Linked DNA regions of Mus musculus: regions 1, 3, 4 and 5 are each linked to region 2. A link is a contact called in public HiChIP or PLAC-seq and promoter capture Hi-C data. All regions are on one chromosome and are shown on one strand. The core of a region is the stretch at or near the end of the contact, and the rest is flanking DNA. Distances in the headings are between cores, read along the strand shown. Region 1 has its middle 11 kb from the start of n-TGgcc1. Region 2 holds the start of Fam76a (family with sequence similarity 76, member A). Region 3 overlaps Ahdc1 (AT hook, DNA binding motif, containing 1). Region 4 holds the start of Xkr8 (X-linked Kx blood group related 8). Region 5 overlaps Eya3 (EYA transcriptional coactivator and phosphatase 3).

Region 1 (2,717 bases), core at 31-2,530, 180 kb after region 2:
ACTGCCTTATTTTTTGGCACAGGGTTGGTTGCTCACTGAGCCTGGAGTTTACCAGTTCAAGTCCCGGGGTGCCTCCCATCTTCATTTTTCTCGAGATTATAGACTCATTTTGCTCCTTGTGTGGCAAGCATTTTGTCAATTGAACCATCTCCCCACATCCCACCTTTAAATTATTTATCTATGTGTGTGTGTGTGTGCCTGTATGAGTTTGTGTGCCCACAGACACCAGAGGAGAGGGGTATCAGATGCCTCGGAGCAGGAGTTAAGGGAGTTGTGAGCTGCCCAAAATGAGTGCTGGGAGCTGAACGGGGTCCATCCCAAGAGCACTCAGTGCTCTTACATGCTGAGCCATCTCTGCAGCCCCCATTGTTTATTTATTTAGGCATGCTCTCATTATGTATTCCTAGCAGGCCTGGTGCTGCCTACATGGACCAGGATTGCCTCAAACTTATAAACATCTGCCCTGCCTCTGCCTCCCAGATACTGGAACTTAAAGGTGTATGATCCACCTGTCTCTGCCTCCTCAGTGCCAGGAGTAAAGGCCTGTGCTACCACGTCTGGCTTGGCAAGTTAGTTGTTGTTGTTAGATTTATTAATTTGTGTGTGTGTGTGTGTGTGTGTATGTGTGTAGATGTATATCACATACGTGCAGGTGCCCAAGGAGACCAGAAAATGGTGTCAGATCCCCTGGAGCTGACGTGACATTCCCTTGTGAGATGATATAGGAACCGAACTCAAGTACTCTGGAAGAACACAGTATGGCACTCACCTCTAGAGCTATGGAACCCGTTTGGCTTTAATTATATATGTAGCTGGGGCTAGCCTTGAACTTCTGATCCTCCTACCTCCATCTTCTGAGTGCTGGCATTACTGGTGTACACCACCATGCTCAGCTTACGTGGTGCTGGGGATCAAACCCAGGGCTTCAACAGGTTAGGGAAGCGTGCTACCAATCGGCTGCTCCCATAAGGCTGAGGACATTTTGAACGACAGATCCTAATATGGTCCCACCAGTGGGCAGAGAGAGACATTCAAGAGAGTGTGTGCCAGGCCCTTTTGGCCTCCTCGGCTTCCTCTCCCGCCTGCCAACCCCTCCTTCACACTTGCTATCTTGGTTAAGGCCAGGGCTTATCCAAGCGAGGAGGGAAAACAACCAAACCTGAGTTATCATCCCCTCGCCCTTCTCCCCAGCGCTGGCTCGCCTCTCCCCTGCAGCCACTGCAGACCTCACCACACCTGTCTCCAACAGGCTCGACCAATCATTTCTTGAATCATAGATCAGGTACCCTGAGTGCCAGGCACTGAGCCACAGCCGGTTTTGTGGATACAACAAAAGGCCAGAGTCCATCCAGTCAGAAAGGCTACAAATCGGTAGGAGTGGGTGGGGGGCGTGGCTAACCTAGATGGGGGGGGGGGTGTCTAGCCGCATTCCAGGAGGACCAGCTGCTCAGTGGGGACCTGAAGGACAAGGAAGTAGCCAAGTATTGGGGCGGGGGGGGGGGAGGTCGATGTTCCAGGCAGAGGAACAAGTCCACACTTGGGAAGGCAGGAAGTAGGAAGGGTCAGAGCTGAACCAGAGGTTGGCGTTGGGGGGTGGGGGTGGGGGGTGTGCTCCCACCCGGAGTATGCTCACATCTTCTCCCCAGCATACCCTTCAGCCTCGCCCTTCCGGTTCACTCTCCCTGCCGCAGTTAGCATTGGCTTTCTAAAACTGGCAGAATTCTACTCTGCATCCACAATCCTTCAAAGTATGAGCTTGGTAACACGGCCCTTGAAACACTCCAAAGGCCCTTCAGCCCACTGCCATTCCACTCGCTCCTCCCAGCCAGCTTCAGTCCGCCACACCCAAACAGGTCATTTTCTTTGTCTCTGGGCCTTAGGCTAGGTTGTACATTCCTCCCAGAACGGCCCCCTCCACTTATCCTTAAAGGCCGGATACGGATGCCCTCTCCCCCAGGAAGCCTTCCTGATCCTCCTGTTTCTCCTCTCAGCCCTCATACAACAAATTGCAGTTCTGTGCCCTGACTAGAGGAGATCTGGGTCTCAGCAGCTGCTTCAGTGCTTCCCTGTCTGTCGTGTGCTGCTGCTGCTGCTGCTGCTGCTGCTGCTGCTGCTGCTGCTGCTTCTCCTTCTTCTTCTCCTTCTTCTTCTTCTTCTTCTTCTTCTTCTTCTTCTTCTTCTTCTTCTTCTTCTTCTTCTTCTTCTTCTTCTTCTTCTTCTTCTTCTTCTTCTTCTTCTTCTTCTTCTTCTTCTTCTTCTTCTTCTTCTACACCGTAGCTGTCTGCAGACACACCAGAAGAGGGCATCAGATCCCATTACAGATGGTTGTGAGCCACCATGTGGTTGCTGGGAATTGAACTCAGGACCTCTGGAAGAGCAGTCGGTACTCTTAACTGCTGAGCCGTCTCTCCAGTCCAGTCATGATCTTAAATTTTTTTTTTAATTTATTTTTATTTTGTGTGCATTGGTCTTACGTCCAAGTATGTCTATGTGAAGGTCTCAGATCCCCTGGAACTGGAGTTCCAGACAGATATGAGCCACCGTTGGGTGCTGGGAGTTGAACCCTGGTCCTGTGGAAGAGCACTCCATGTGTAAACACTGAGCCGTCTCTTCAGTCCCCCTCCCCACTGATCTTATTTAATTTTTCCAGCTCAGCTTGTGAGGCCGGAGAGCTGGCTCAGCAGTTAAGAGCAATGACTGGGGCTGGAGAGATGGCT
Region 2 (2,700 bases), core at 189-2,688:
AGATTAAAGCTGTCTTGTTTATTGAACTTCCTTTAAAAAAAAAAAAAAAAAAAAAAAAGAGCCGGGAGGTGGTGGCACATGCCTTTAATCCCAGCACTCAGGAGGCCGAGTTCAGGATTTTCTGAGTTCGAGGCCTGCCTGGTCTACAAAGTGAGTTTCAGGACAGCCAGGGCTATACAGAGAAACCCTGTCTTGGAAAAACAAAAAACAAAAATAACAACAAAGAATCATACAGCCTTAGACTGAGCAACAGTACACGACTTTAATCCCAGCGTTTGGAAGACAGAGGCAGTCAGATAGATCTCTGAGAGTTCAAAGACAGCCAGAGCTACAAGTTATATGACCCTGCCTCGGAAACAAACAAGAAAAATGTTTAGATCAAAGTTTTTATGTCCAAGGGGGCCTTCAAACACTATCTTTCGGACTCAGTAAACCCAAGTGGCTTAAGGAAAGTATGTGGGCATCTTTTTGGGGGGACGCGGGGAGGTGAACTACACACAGCGGACGGACACAGACACACATTCTGTATCTGAAATATCTGAGGATCTGTCAACGGCAACTCTGCACGAGCTTGCCGACTTAACTGTTGCTCTCTTGAACCGACGAGGTGGGAGGAAGTTATATATAAAAACGCTGGCATTTCAGGGGTTAAAAAATGCTTAGGATGAGGAGGAAGGCTACCAATTAGATGCTAAAAAGTCACCCTGTTCGTGTGTGTTCCAAGACACTGTTGGGGTACTTTTTTCATTTTCCCTAATAAAGCCTTGCCACCTCTAACTTTGAGATCGGCTGTAAAGTGCCCACGAAGTGTCCAGAGTTCAAAACACTCCTCACAAGCAGCACCTGATTCCGGGGTTCAATCTCATCCAGGACAAGGGAAATCTCTGGACCGTCATTCTACACTCAAGACGACCACATCAGAAGAGAAGGCGGTCCAAGGAAATCTTCCCGGGGGGCCAGTCGGGGACAAACAGGGGAGCTGTCCCCTCCCGCGACCTCACCAGGTCGGAGAAGAAACCCCAGCCGTTGCTAAGCACCAGGACACGCCGGCTGCCAGGGCCTGGACTCCGCCCGGGGCTCCCACAAGTACCCTGCAGTCCTCTGCGGGCCCGGCTCAGCTCGTCCGCAAAACGGGCCGGCCACACCCTGCCCGAGGGGACCCCGGCAGCCGTCCTCGCTGGACCGAGAGTTCCGAACCGCGCCTGGAGCGTCCCCAGCTCCCGGCCGCCGCCCCAGCCCGCGCACCTTGCACAGCTGCTGCCCCTGAGACAGCGCCTCGAAGGGGAAGCGCTGGTGGCACTTGGTGCAGGCGTACAGCGCCGCCATGTCCGGCCCGGGCCGTGATCGCCGCCGCCCCTCCCGCCGGCCCGCCGCTTTATCTGACAGTCTCAGGCACAACCTGGCGGCGGCGGCCGGGCCGCGGGCTGCGGAGGGCGGGCGGGCGAGGGCGGGCCGCGGGCGCAGGGGCGGGCTCTCCGGTGCTCAGAGGCCGTTCGCTGGCTCGCGTGGACGTCGATCACGCGGGAGGGGGCGGAACGTGGAGTTCCCGACGGCTCTGATTCGGTCCGGGTTGGACTACGCCACTGTGACGCTCGGGGCCGCGATTATGTAAAGCGCAGTCACGCGGGGGCGCCGCCTGAAAAGAGCGTCTTCCGAGTAGGATAGCGGAAGCCCTCGGGCTCCGCCCACCTGCCCGCTGAGGCTCCGCCCTCGCTCCGCCTCTCCGGGGGCTGCGGGAGCATTGGAGCTTCTCGCGATACTCGATGAAGTTGTGATGTTTTGGGTTGCCGTGGAGCTTCCCGCTAGCCGAAGGAGTGTGGGATTGGGGTGACAGTCGGGCAACGTCGGATTCGAACTACGAGACCATCCGGAGTTTAAACCCACTGGCAACCAAGGAGGAAAGTCTATCTTTGGAGCAGGCGGAGGGGAAAAGCAGGATATTAAATGAGTGTCCTCTATGGGCTGGAGAGAAGGCTCCGAATGCTGCTTTTGCAAAGTTTGGTTCCCAGCACCCACATCTGGAGGCTCAGATCGCCTGTAACTCCAGCTGCAGGGCTATCCCTGATGCCTCTTAACTCAGCAGGCACCTGCACTCACGTGCACTTACAAAAGATGGGCAGTTGTAAAATGGTAAAACAGTAGAGACCTGAAGCTAGAATTAAAGGCAATAGGAACACGGTGGCCATGATACTCTTGAGATCGGTTGGCTGTGTGTGTATGGAGGCCATCTGTACATGACCCAAAACCTTTAATACATTTTAGTTTGTGTGTGTGTCTCTGTGTCCCCCTCACTTAATATGGAGCTAATTGATCTGTCCGTTCTAGTGTGTGTGAGACTTAGGGATTGGTTTGATCTCTAGCACTGGAGAAAGAAAAAGAGGTAGGGCATAGGAAGTGAGAGGAAAGAAAGGAATAGAAAATATCGATGATCATTCATACAATAAACCTTTTTTAAAAGTTATTTTTACTTGTAAATGTGTTTGTGGGGCTGGAGAGATGGCTCAGCGCTGACTGTCTTCCAAGGGTCCTAAGTTCAATTCCCAGCAACCACATGGTGGCTCATAACCATCTGTAATGGGGTCTGATGCCCTCTTCTAGTGTGTGTCTGAAGATAGCAACAGTGTACTTACATATAATAATAAATAAATCTTGGGGCTGGAGCCAGCAAGGCTGGAGCCAGCAGAGGTCCTGAGTTCAATT
Region 3 (2,700 bases), core at 51-2,550, 150 kb after region 2:
GAGGATGCAGAGAGTAGAGTGGCAGGGAGGGAGAATTGGTAGAGGGAGCCACGCTGTCAGCAGCAGGCTTAAGCAGAGAAGACAGTGACAACGCTCACTCACCGACAGGGCAGCGAGCAGCTTTAATAGGCACTGGGTAGCGGCGCTCCGGCTCATCTACTCATCCTCTGCTCCTTGGAGCCCATTCTGTGGCAGGATCTGGGGAGACAGAGTAGACAGGGCTCCTGTCAGCAGTTCAGCACCGGCCCAGGAAGTTAAAACAGGCACACGGGAACCTGGAGACACCTGGTAGGGGATGGCATGTCCCCAAAGGTGGGAAGGAGCAAGGATTGCACCCCAGGCACTAGGTGTTGGGCTGAGAAATCCTTCTGTACACATGTGTGTTGTCCTCGTATGTAACACTGCCCCAGGACTCCTCACACCATCCTGGGCAGAGAGGATGTTCTAGGCTTTCATTGGAGAGTTAAGGATACAGGGACACCTGAACTCTGCCCAGGGATCCATAGTTTGTAAAACATGGAGCCATCTCTGCCCTTCAGAGCTGCCACAGGCCTGTTCTTCACCCACATCCCCAGCTCCCTGTGTGCAAGCAAAATGGAGGCTCCCATAAGGCGAACCCCATGGTTCTTTGGGATCAGAAGTTGTTTTGTATCTTAGCCCTGGCTGACCTGGAACTTGCTTCCTCCTGCCTCAGCCTACTGAGCGCTGGTGTTCCAGGCACTGACCACTGGGTCCAGAAGGTCTAATGTTTTAAATGAATTTTGTGGGTTTGTGGTAAGAAGCTGAGCTTGAAGAAAAGGCGAGATTATGGAGCCAGGGGAGGGCACCGCAGGCAGTGGGAACTGAGGTCAAGAGCAAGCTCCGTCCCAGGGAGAGCTGGGAATGTGTGTCCTGCCTCTGCTGAGTACTGTAGCTGACAGGACAGTTGGAAATAGGTGAAAAGGGGTGAAAAGGAGTGGAGGGGACCTTCAGCTCATACAGGCATATTCTTAGGTCCCCTAAATGAAAAGCAGACCCAGACAGACTAGCTCCATACTGGGGCCCTTAAACCAAATACCAACTGCAGCAGACCCCAGGAGTAGAGATGAGATGGTGGAAAGGGACCAGATACATTCAGGAATCTCTAATCCTTCTCTCCTCCCTATTAGCTCTTGGCTGTAGAAGGGAGGCCAAGAGAAATGTCACAGGTCCTCCCAGGTTACACCAGCTGGGGCTGGACCGGAACAGGAGGCAGTTTCCAAGACCACCAGCCAGCCAGGGTCAGCAGGCATGCCCAGGCCTGGCTGTTCTGGGCTTTGTCTCTCTGAGTTTTGAATCCTTAAGAGGTCACTTGATCTTGCCTCTGGCTCTGAGCAAGAGGCCTCATGTCAGGCCTCAGCCGGTCTTGCCCTGCTTCCTCCAGGCACCAGGTTTTCTCCTCCTTCTGAGGTCACCCTCCAGTTCTACTGTCTGCTTTCCCTGGAGCCATATTTAGGCTAGGCCTTCTTGTTTCAGGCCCCCGCTTCTTGGAAATACCATCTCTCTATGAACATACCTTCTGCTGCTGCTCCTCTCTCTGCACCCCACATTCCTGGTAAAAGCAGACCTCTAAAACTGGCAGGCAGTGGCTAGGAGTACGTGTCTGTGGCTACACACAGGCCGCTCTGTGCACTTGGTTCCAGCCCTTAGCAACTAGGTGATCTGGTGACTCACATAACCTGGTGATTCACAGCATCTCTATCTCTTGTAAGAATGAAGGGGATTGACATGTAAAGCCCTTAGCCCTGGCCTGGCCCACAAGCAAGCACCTCGGCAGTGGCTGGTAGATGGGTGGATGAATACCTTCCCACGGTCTGGATTCTGGGTCCCTAATTCAAGCAGTGTGAGTCACACATCTCCAACCCTTGTCCCTGACCTTTGCTTGACCAAAGATAGCCCTCCTGCATCTGTTGCCTGCTGCCCTATGACAAGAGCCTTGTGTTCTGGTATGGGCCTCAAGCATTTGGAAACCTTGAAATTCTTCTTGGGCCTGGAGATATAGGTGATTGTTGGAGTGTTTGCCTATTGTGTACACACAAGGCCCTGGATTCCACCCCCAGACCTGGGGATATGGATGGTAGACAGGGTAATCGCAGTGCTTTTATGTTAGCCACTAGATCAAGTCCTCCTGGGAAGAGGTAGGGGTGTAGAGAGAAGGTCGGCCCCACTCCTAGGCACCTTCAGTAGTTACTGGGTCAGCTAGATCCCCGTCTATACAGTTTGCACAGTCTTCTCCCCAAAATCCAAGCCTCTGAGAACGTTCCTTATAACTTTATAGTATGTTATGGTTTTCCCTGGATAGCTCTGTCTGGTTCGTCACTGTCTGTCCATCTTTGGTTCCACGATGCCTGTGCTGGAGAAGTAGATGCAGTCTGTGTCCAGTCCACGTGAACTAGCAGCCCACTCTGCACTGGCCAGTAAACCATGCCCAAGACACCATGGACCACGAACCTAATGCGCTTGTTTCAACCCTACATGAGGACCCTGTCTAGGGGAGGCTGGGTTCTCCAGCAAGAAGGCGGATCCTCCACACCAGCCCTTGTGAGCTACATGAGGAGGGAGGGTAGACAGCAGGAACTTCCTTGAGGCTGGAAATGGAGCCTAACAAATGAGAGATTTCAGCAGTGAGAGCCCTACTCAGCCACCTGGGTCTCTGGCCCACCCCCACCCCAGTCCATTCTG
Region 4 (2,802 bases), core at 81-2,580, 190 kb before region 2:
ACCTCATGGAACTTGCTTCCTCGTCCGTAAAGTGGGGCAAACTCAACTTCTACTCTTGCTGGTCAGGTACGATCCCAGGCGCATCACAACCCTGTCCTACCTACTCACAAGAGCCCCATTTCAGAGATGGGAGATGGAATTAAGAAGTAAACAGGAGGGGCCTGAGAGAGGGCTTAGCTGTTAATCGCATCCACTGCTCTTGTGGAGGACCAGAGTTTGGCTCCCAGCACCACATGAGGTGCCTCGCCTGTAACTCCAAGGGATCCAACACCTTCTTCTCTTGGGGCCTGCCTGTAATAACTCTCCTTCGCAGTCATCTGAGCTGTACTCAAGATGATACAATTGTTCAGGCAAAATGCAAACATTCAAGAGGTCCCTCCCCGCAAGCTGGAGACTATATACAGCTTTCCCAAGATCTGAGACTTCCACAAGATTCCGGATCCGGCCACCCTAGCCCAGCCTCACCCACACCATGAAGCCCTGCCTTCATCACAAGATTCTGAGCCCTTGATTTCGCTTTCTCCTATCTAACAACCCAAGGGACTAGTCACAGTTTGGGGGCGGGGGAGAGGCGGGGAAGAAAAAGTTCTCAGGCCAGCACTTGCGCCAGGGATTGTCTGTCTCACTGTCCTCACTTTAGACTGACCCTGGGTCCTTCCCAGTTGAGAAAAGCACACACCATCCACATATATTTTCCAAGAACCAGTCTATGTCTACTCCTGGCTGACTCCGGGGACACGGATGAGTCAAGCCGGACCCTCTTCAGTCCTTGACGGGGAAGCAAACGTTCGCAGAAGACAGAAATGAACAAGAAAGGTGAGGGGCATCTCTGACTCCAAGACCCTGATGTTCCCTTCCTCTGTTCCTGGCCCTGTGTTTTCATCTCCGCCCAAGGAAAGAAGACTGAACTGGTTCTGATGGCTGTCAACCCACTTTTTCAAAGGGCCGGGCACTCACCTATACAGGTAGCCGAGCTGCAGCAGGTGCAGCAGAGCCAGGAAAGGACGCGAGAGCTGCGAATGGTGCAGCTCGGTGGGATCAGCTGTCAGCCAGAGCCAGCTGAAGAGCTGCAGCAGCACCGAAGCTTGGCCCAGCAGGACCAGTACCAGCGCGGCCCACAGATAACGGCCAAGGAGCACGTACTGGACAACGGCCCACAGGTCAGCGACCAGATCCAGCAGGAAAGACAAGATACTCACCAGGCCTACGACCACGTCTAAGGCCACATGGTGGTGCACGGACAGAGGCATGATCCTCTCCAAGCAACCACACAACCGCGGACCTGCCCTCCCGCCCCGCTAGTCCGGCAGGAAGGGGGCGGGGCAGTCGTCCGGGAGGCTGGGCTGCTGGGCGGAACTTCCCCATCTCGCCCCGTCCGGGGTGGAGCGAGCCCGCGGCCCCGCCCCTACACTGGCCCCACCGCCCAGACCCCGCCCCCAGCCTGCCCTGTGCAGAGCTAGGCCTCTACTGGTTTGGATTCTGCTTTTTGTTTTGTTTTTCTTTTTTGTTTGTTTTTTGTTTTTGTTTTGCGAGACAGGGTTTCTCTGAATAGCCCTGGCTGTCCTGAAACTCACTCTGTAGACCAGGCTGGCCTCGAACTCAGAAATCCGCCTGCCTCTGCCTCCCAAGTGCTGGGATTCCACCACCCCCGGCTTGAATTCTGCTTTTGAGTCTCAAGGAAACAAGAGTGGCTATTAAGAAAGACTAGAGCCTTAGAGTTACCGGCCGCAGCTGTGATCCCTCACGGTTGCACTGTTGCAAAACCAAATCAAAAAAGTCTTTTATTTAAAAGTACTAAGGGGTTTTGCACACCACGTACGTTCCCAGTTCAGACCTTGAGCAGGGACTACATCGAAAGCACAGAATCTCCAAGGCCCATCTTCCCGTCGGCTCACTTCACTGTGGTGATCAAGTTCATGGTGGTTTGATATGTTTGTATTAAAGCGAATAATGCACCAAGACATGTACCGCAAACAAGTTTTGTGGATAAAACATGAAACTTGGAAGAAATTGTGCTTCTTAGCGCCCTCTCTGGTGAATCCAGGTGTCCCATCCCACTTTACTCTCCGCGGGGGGAGACTGATGGCAAAAGTTCATCTCTCTCCATTGGGTAACGTTGCCCAATTTTACCAGGAGAAAGATGAACCAAGTCAGTGGGTGGGCTGGCAGTGCCTACAGTCATAACACCTCCAGTACGTGCAGGCTTGGCAGCAGAGTCAGTATGAGCAGGAAACCAGGCACCAGCTTGGCACCAAGACCATGCAAGCAGGTAGCATAAGTGTTGAAAGCCACGTGTTGTATAGCACAAACGTGCTCGATGCGGCAGCTGTCCTCACAGGTCAAATGGTTGTAGCTGACCGAGTTATAGACGTAATAACGTTGCAGGATGTGAGGCTCACTGGCAATGCGGGTCAGCGCCGTGTGCATGGAGCTGACGCTGGCATCCGGCACCTGGTAGGCCTCCGTCAGGCGGTACTCCTGCTCCCACCGTGGGGTCTCTTGTACATTCGCCTGCCTCAGGTTCAAGAAGTAAGTCACCAAGTCCTGGATTAGAGGCGCAGGGTATGTCAGCAACGAGCAGTTGATTCGTTCTGCCCACAACCCAACTTCTCCCCAGGCGCTCTAAATCGATCAAACAGCCGCTGTTTGTTACCCTGAGCTTGGTTCCAATGAGGTGACTGCATCTGAACCCCCATTTTCCTGGTGAAGACATGGAGGCCTTAAAGAGGTCGTTATGGTTTGAATCTGAAGTGCCCCCCCGCCCCCCCTCCCTTCATTTTGAATGTTTGTTTCCCAACCACT
Region 5 (2,700 bases), core at 174-2,673, 230 kb before region 2:
TTAGTGGAGGTTTTCTTGCTGGCTTTCCCCTGGAGAACTTTGTGCTGCTCAATTTGGTCCTTCTGGTGGGTGGCTGCAGCAGGAACCGTGTTTCCCTGCTTGTCGTGAGAGAGAAGAGTTCAGAACTGATGCCTGGCAACACTGACTACTACCCTGTCACCTGAGCAAAGCCATGTGCTATTTCCTAATCACTGAAGTTTGAGCTTAGAACCTGATAGATTCTGTTTTTACAAAAATATGTAAAATTTAAAGACATTCTAAGTAGTTATTTGATAGAATACATTTTTACCTGACCAGATGAGATTTTTTAATCTTCTGAGTCTTTGAGGGTTTATTGATAAAGTTTCTAAATAACAAATCATAGTGGTGTTAAAATTTTTTATTACATTTGTGTGTGTGTGTACGAACACCGCAATACACGTGTGAAGGTCAGAGGACAGCTCGAAGTCAGAGCTCTCCTTCCACTATGTGGACCCCAGGCCTCTCTGCCTCAGGTTCTCAGGTTAGCACCAGGCAGCATTACCTGCTAAGCCATCCTGCTGGTCCTCATAGTGCTTTCTGACCCACACTAATAACCCATTATTTGAATATAGCCGTTGTAAGCATTTTAGAGGTGGGGGAGTTAGCTTTATTTCTCAATGTAAGTATGTCCCTCAGCAGAGACATAATTCGGGGCAAATGGCCATAAACAATACCACAACATCGGACTCACCAGAGCTCTACAGACTGTCACGTCACGTGCAGGGGAGTCATTCTTCAGCTTCTAGAAAAGACTAGGATGATTTGACTTAGTGCTGACTTCACTGGTGTGGTGCGTCAGTGTGAGCTGTGATGCATCCGTCTAGGACTTCCCATAGACTCAAATTGAAGCAAATCCTCCAGGGTTTTGTTTGTAATCAAGCCCCACTGTGGTATTGCATGCAAAACAAGTGTTTGCTTTTTTAAAAAGTTGTTAATGGATTTTATGTATATGGTGTTTTGTTTCTTCTATGTCTGTGTATCATATGTATGCCTGGTACCACAGAGGCCAGAAGGAGGGCCTGGAGTTACATGCAGTTTTGAGTCATCATATGGGTGCTAGAACTTGAACCCAGGTTTTCTGGAAGAGCAGCCAGTACTCTTTAACAACTGAGCCATCTCTCCAGCTTCCAGCATTTGCCTCTTTACCCAGTATTCTTTGTCTCCTTGCCAATATGTTCAGTTAAAACGGGTTGTTTTCCATATCTTTAAGCCGTTTACATCTAATTACATTTAATATCTCTTAATCCTCTCAATCCTGTAGCTTCAAGCACAAATGCCAGCCTGATACCCACTTCATCTGCAATTGCCAATATTCCAGCAGCAGCTGTGGCCAGCATCTCAAACCAGGTACTGTGCCCCTTTGTTCATCTTCCTTGAGATGATTCACCCAACTTTCACTTCCTCTCTTCTTTCCATGGTCAGCTTGCCCATCAGGGGAACGACTAGGAATGGTGTAGACTCTTGAGCCCTGTTGCTGGATGCCCTCAGAACTCTGGCTGCTCTCCTGTTTCTCTGTTCCTTGCTAATCCTCCCAGGAGTATGGTTCTGTCTGAGGCATTATCTGTTAACCCCAGCCTTCCCCAATGCTCTCACTAGTGTGTGCACTCCAAAAAGGACCAGGATTTATTTTTCTATTTTTGATCAGTTTTATATTCCCAGAGCCTAACACCTCCCTGGCACTCACTCAGAAGGAACTCAGAACTATTGTGGCATGAGTAAATACTACCTCCACTCACCTGCTTACTATTGTTTGTAGTTTGGTTTGTTTTTCTTTCCATGTTTTTTGAAAGAGGATTTCTTTGTGTAGTCCTGGCAGTCCTGGAACTTGCTTTGTAGACCAGGCTGACTTTGAACTCAGAGAGGTTTTCATGCCTCTGTCTCCCAATTTCTAGGGTTAAAGGTGTACACCACTATCACCATGCCCGCTGTGATTTATTTGATCACTGTTATATGTGTGCTTAAAGATCACTATCAAGTCTTCAGTGTTTTAGAGTTTGTTTTGCTTTTAACACGCTCAGACTTTGTCTACAGCAACTTCTTTGACTGCTGTTGTCTCCATGGGCTGTGATTTCTGGCTACAGTTAATGTCCTCCTTGACTTCCTGTGCCTCACTGTCTCTCTGGTGCTGTGTTTATTCTTTAAGTCCACACGTACCTTGGGGCTCATAGGGGGCTGTTCTGTTTTGGGTGGGAGAGTTTTTTTTTTTTTTTTTTTTTGAAGCAGGACCTCACTCTGTACTCCTGGCTTCCTGGGATACGCCACAGACCAGGCTGCTCTCAACTTACATTCATCCTCCTGCCTGACTCCTGAGCTGAGTTCATGTGCGTTCACAGTGGCCCAGTGTTTCTCTTACGTTCCCAGCTGTATGCCGTGCAGCCCCATATAGGATCTCTCCTTTCACAGCCCTTGTTTTGATCTTCGAAGGATAGTGTCTTTAGTTTTTCACATTATAACTTACTCCTGAAGCAGGTGTCTTAGTCAGGGTTTCTATTCCTGCACAAACATCATGACCAAGATGCAAGTTGGGGAGGAAAGGGTTTATTCGGCTTACACTTCCATGCTGCTGTTTATCACCAAAGGAAGTCAGGACTGGAACTCAAACAGGTCAGGAAGCAGGAGCTGATACAGAGGCCATGGAGGGATGTTCTTTACTGGCTTGCTCAGCCTGCTCTCTTATAG

What was found. HiChIP or PLAC-seq counts read pairs in DNA pulled down with a chosen protein or histone mark. Capture Hi-C pulls out chosen DNA fragments and counts their contacts.
Region 1: an H3K4me3 HiChIP or PLAC-seq map of embryonic stem cells shows a contact between it and region 2, with 17 read pairs. The contact joins the enhancer-like site here to the promoter of Fam76a in region 2. A contact is called at or near these places in 5 of 484 Hi-C or Micro-C datasets (CD8 T cells, bone marrow-derived DN2 thymocytes, cerebral cortex and 2 more), 5 of 115 datasets of contacts at active chromatin or transcription factors (bone marrow-derived macrophages, embryonic stem cells and microglia) and 2 of 9 other capture datasets (adipose tissue and liver).
Region 3: an H3K27ac HiChIP or PLAC-seq map of embryonic stem cells shows a contact between it and region 2, with 6 read pairs. The contact joins the enhancer-like site here to the promoter of Fam76a in region 2. A contact is called at or near these places in 1 of 39 promoter capture datasets (liver), 7 of 484 Hi-C or Micro-C datasets (Th1 cells, cerebral cortex, embryonic stem cells and 3 more), 1 of 115 datasets of contacts at active chromatin or transcription factors (embryonic stem cells) and 3 of 9 other capture datasets (adipose tissue, liver and pancreatic islet).
Region 4: a promoter capture Hi-C map of adipose tissue shows a contact between it and region 2. The contact joins the promoter of Xkr8 here to the promoter of Fam76a in region 2. A contact is called at or near these places in 7 of 39 promoter capture datasets (the 3T3-L1 cell line, cranial neural crest, hippocampal neurons and 3 more), 7 of 484 Hi-C or Micro-C datasets (the G1E-ER4 cell line, cranial neural crest, embryonic stem cells and 3 more), 16 of 115 datasets of contacts at active chromatin or transcription factors (CD8 T cells, the SCID.adh cell line, effector CD8 T cells and 9 more) and 4 of 9 other capture datasets (adipose tissue, embryonic stem cells, liver and 1 more).
Region 5: a contact with region 2 is called in an H3K4me3 HiChIP or PLAC-seq map of bone marrow-derived macrophages, with 2.0 times the contacts expected there. The contact joins the enhancer-like site here to the promoter of Fam76a in region 2. A contact is called at or near these places in 3 of 39 promoter capture datasets (the HPC-7 cell line, embryonic stem cells and hippocampal neurons), 1 of 15 datasets of contacts at CTCF or cohesin (large pre-B cells), 8 of 484 Hi-C or Micro-C datasets (B cells, the G1E-ER4 cell line, bone marrow-derived macrophages and 3 more), 8 of 115 datasets of contacts at active chromatin or transcription factors (the 230-238 cell line, the NIH/3T3 cell line, the SCID.adh cell line and 2 more) and 2 of 9 other capture datasets (adipose tissue and pancreatic islet).

The regions. Positions count from the first base shown.
Region 1 is chr4:133,102,576-133,105,292 of GRCm38.p6, forward strand. No RefSeq gene overlaps it. Among named protein-coding and RNA genes, the nearest start is that of n-TGgcc1, 11 kb to the right of the region's middle. Within about 2 kb of position 1,281, at least 69 of the 459 cell types and tissues checked have an H3K27ac peak or open chromatin away from gene starts, as enhancers often do. A contact at or near this core is called in adipose tissue, embryonic stem cells and liver, where this site is marked.
Region 2 is chr4:132,921,113-132,923,812 of GRCm38.p6, forward strand. It overlaps Fam76a (family with sequence similarity 76, member A), which reads right to left and starts at 1,439. Exons shown (of 9, transcript NM_145553.2): 1 at 1,246-1,439. The coding sequence starts at 1,326.
Region 3 is chr4:133,069,256-133,071,955 of GRCm38.p6, forward strand. All of the region lies in intron 6 of Ahdc1 (AT hook, DNA binding motif, containing 1), which reads left to right. Among named protein-coding and RNA genes, the nearest start is that of Gm26615, 13 kb to the right of the region's middle. Within about 2 kb of position 1,301, at least 54 of the 459 cell types and tissues checked have an H3K27ac peak or open chromatin away from gene starts, as enhancers often do. A contact at or near this core is called in embryonic stem cells, where this site is marked.
Region 4 is chr4:132,731,216-132,734,017 of GRCm38.p6, forward strand. Xkr8 (X-linked Kx blood group related 8) reads right to left here and starts at 1,331. Exons shown (of 3, transcript NM_201368.1): 1 at 958-1,331. The coding sequence starts at 1,250. It overlaps Smpdl3b (sphingomyelin phosphodiesterase, acid-like 3B), which reads right to left. Exons shown (of 8, transcript NM_133888.2): 8 at 1,751-2,544. The coding sequence ends at 2,179.
Region 5 is chr4:132,688,423-132,691,122 of GRCm38.p6, forward strand. Eya3 (EYA transcriptional coactivator and phosphatase 3) reads left to right here. Exons shown (of 17, transcript NM_210071.2): 7 at 1,283-1,368. Among named protein-coding and RNA genes, the nearest start is that of Xkr8, 43 kb to the right of the region's middle. Within about 2 kb of position 1,424, at least 3 of the 459 cell types and tissues checked have an H3K27ac peak or open chromatin away from gene starts, as enhancers often do. A contact at or near this core is called in bone marrow-derived macrophages, where this site is marked.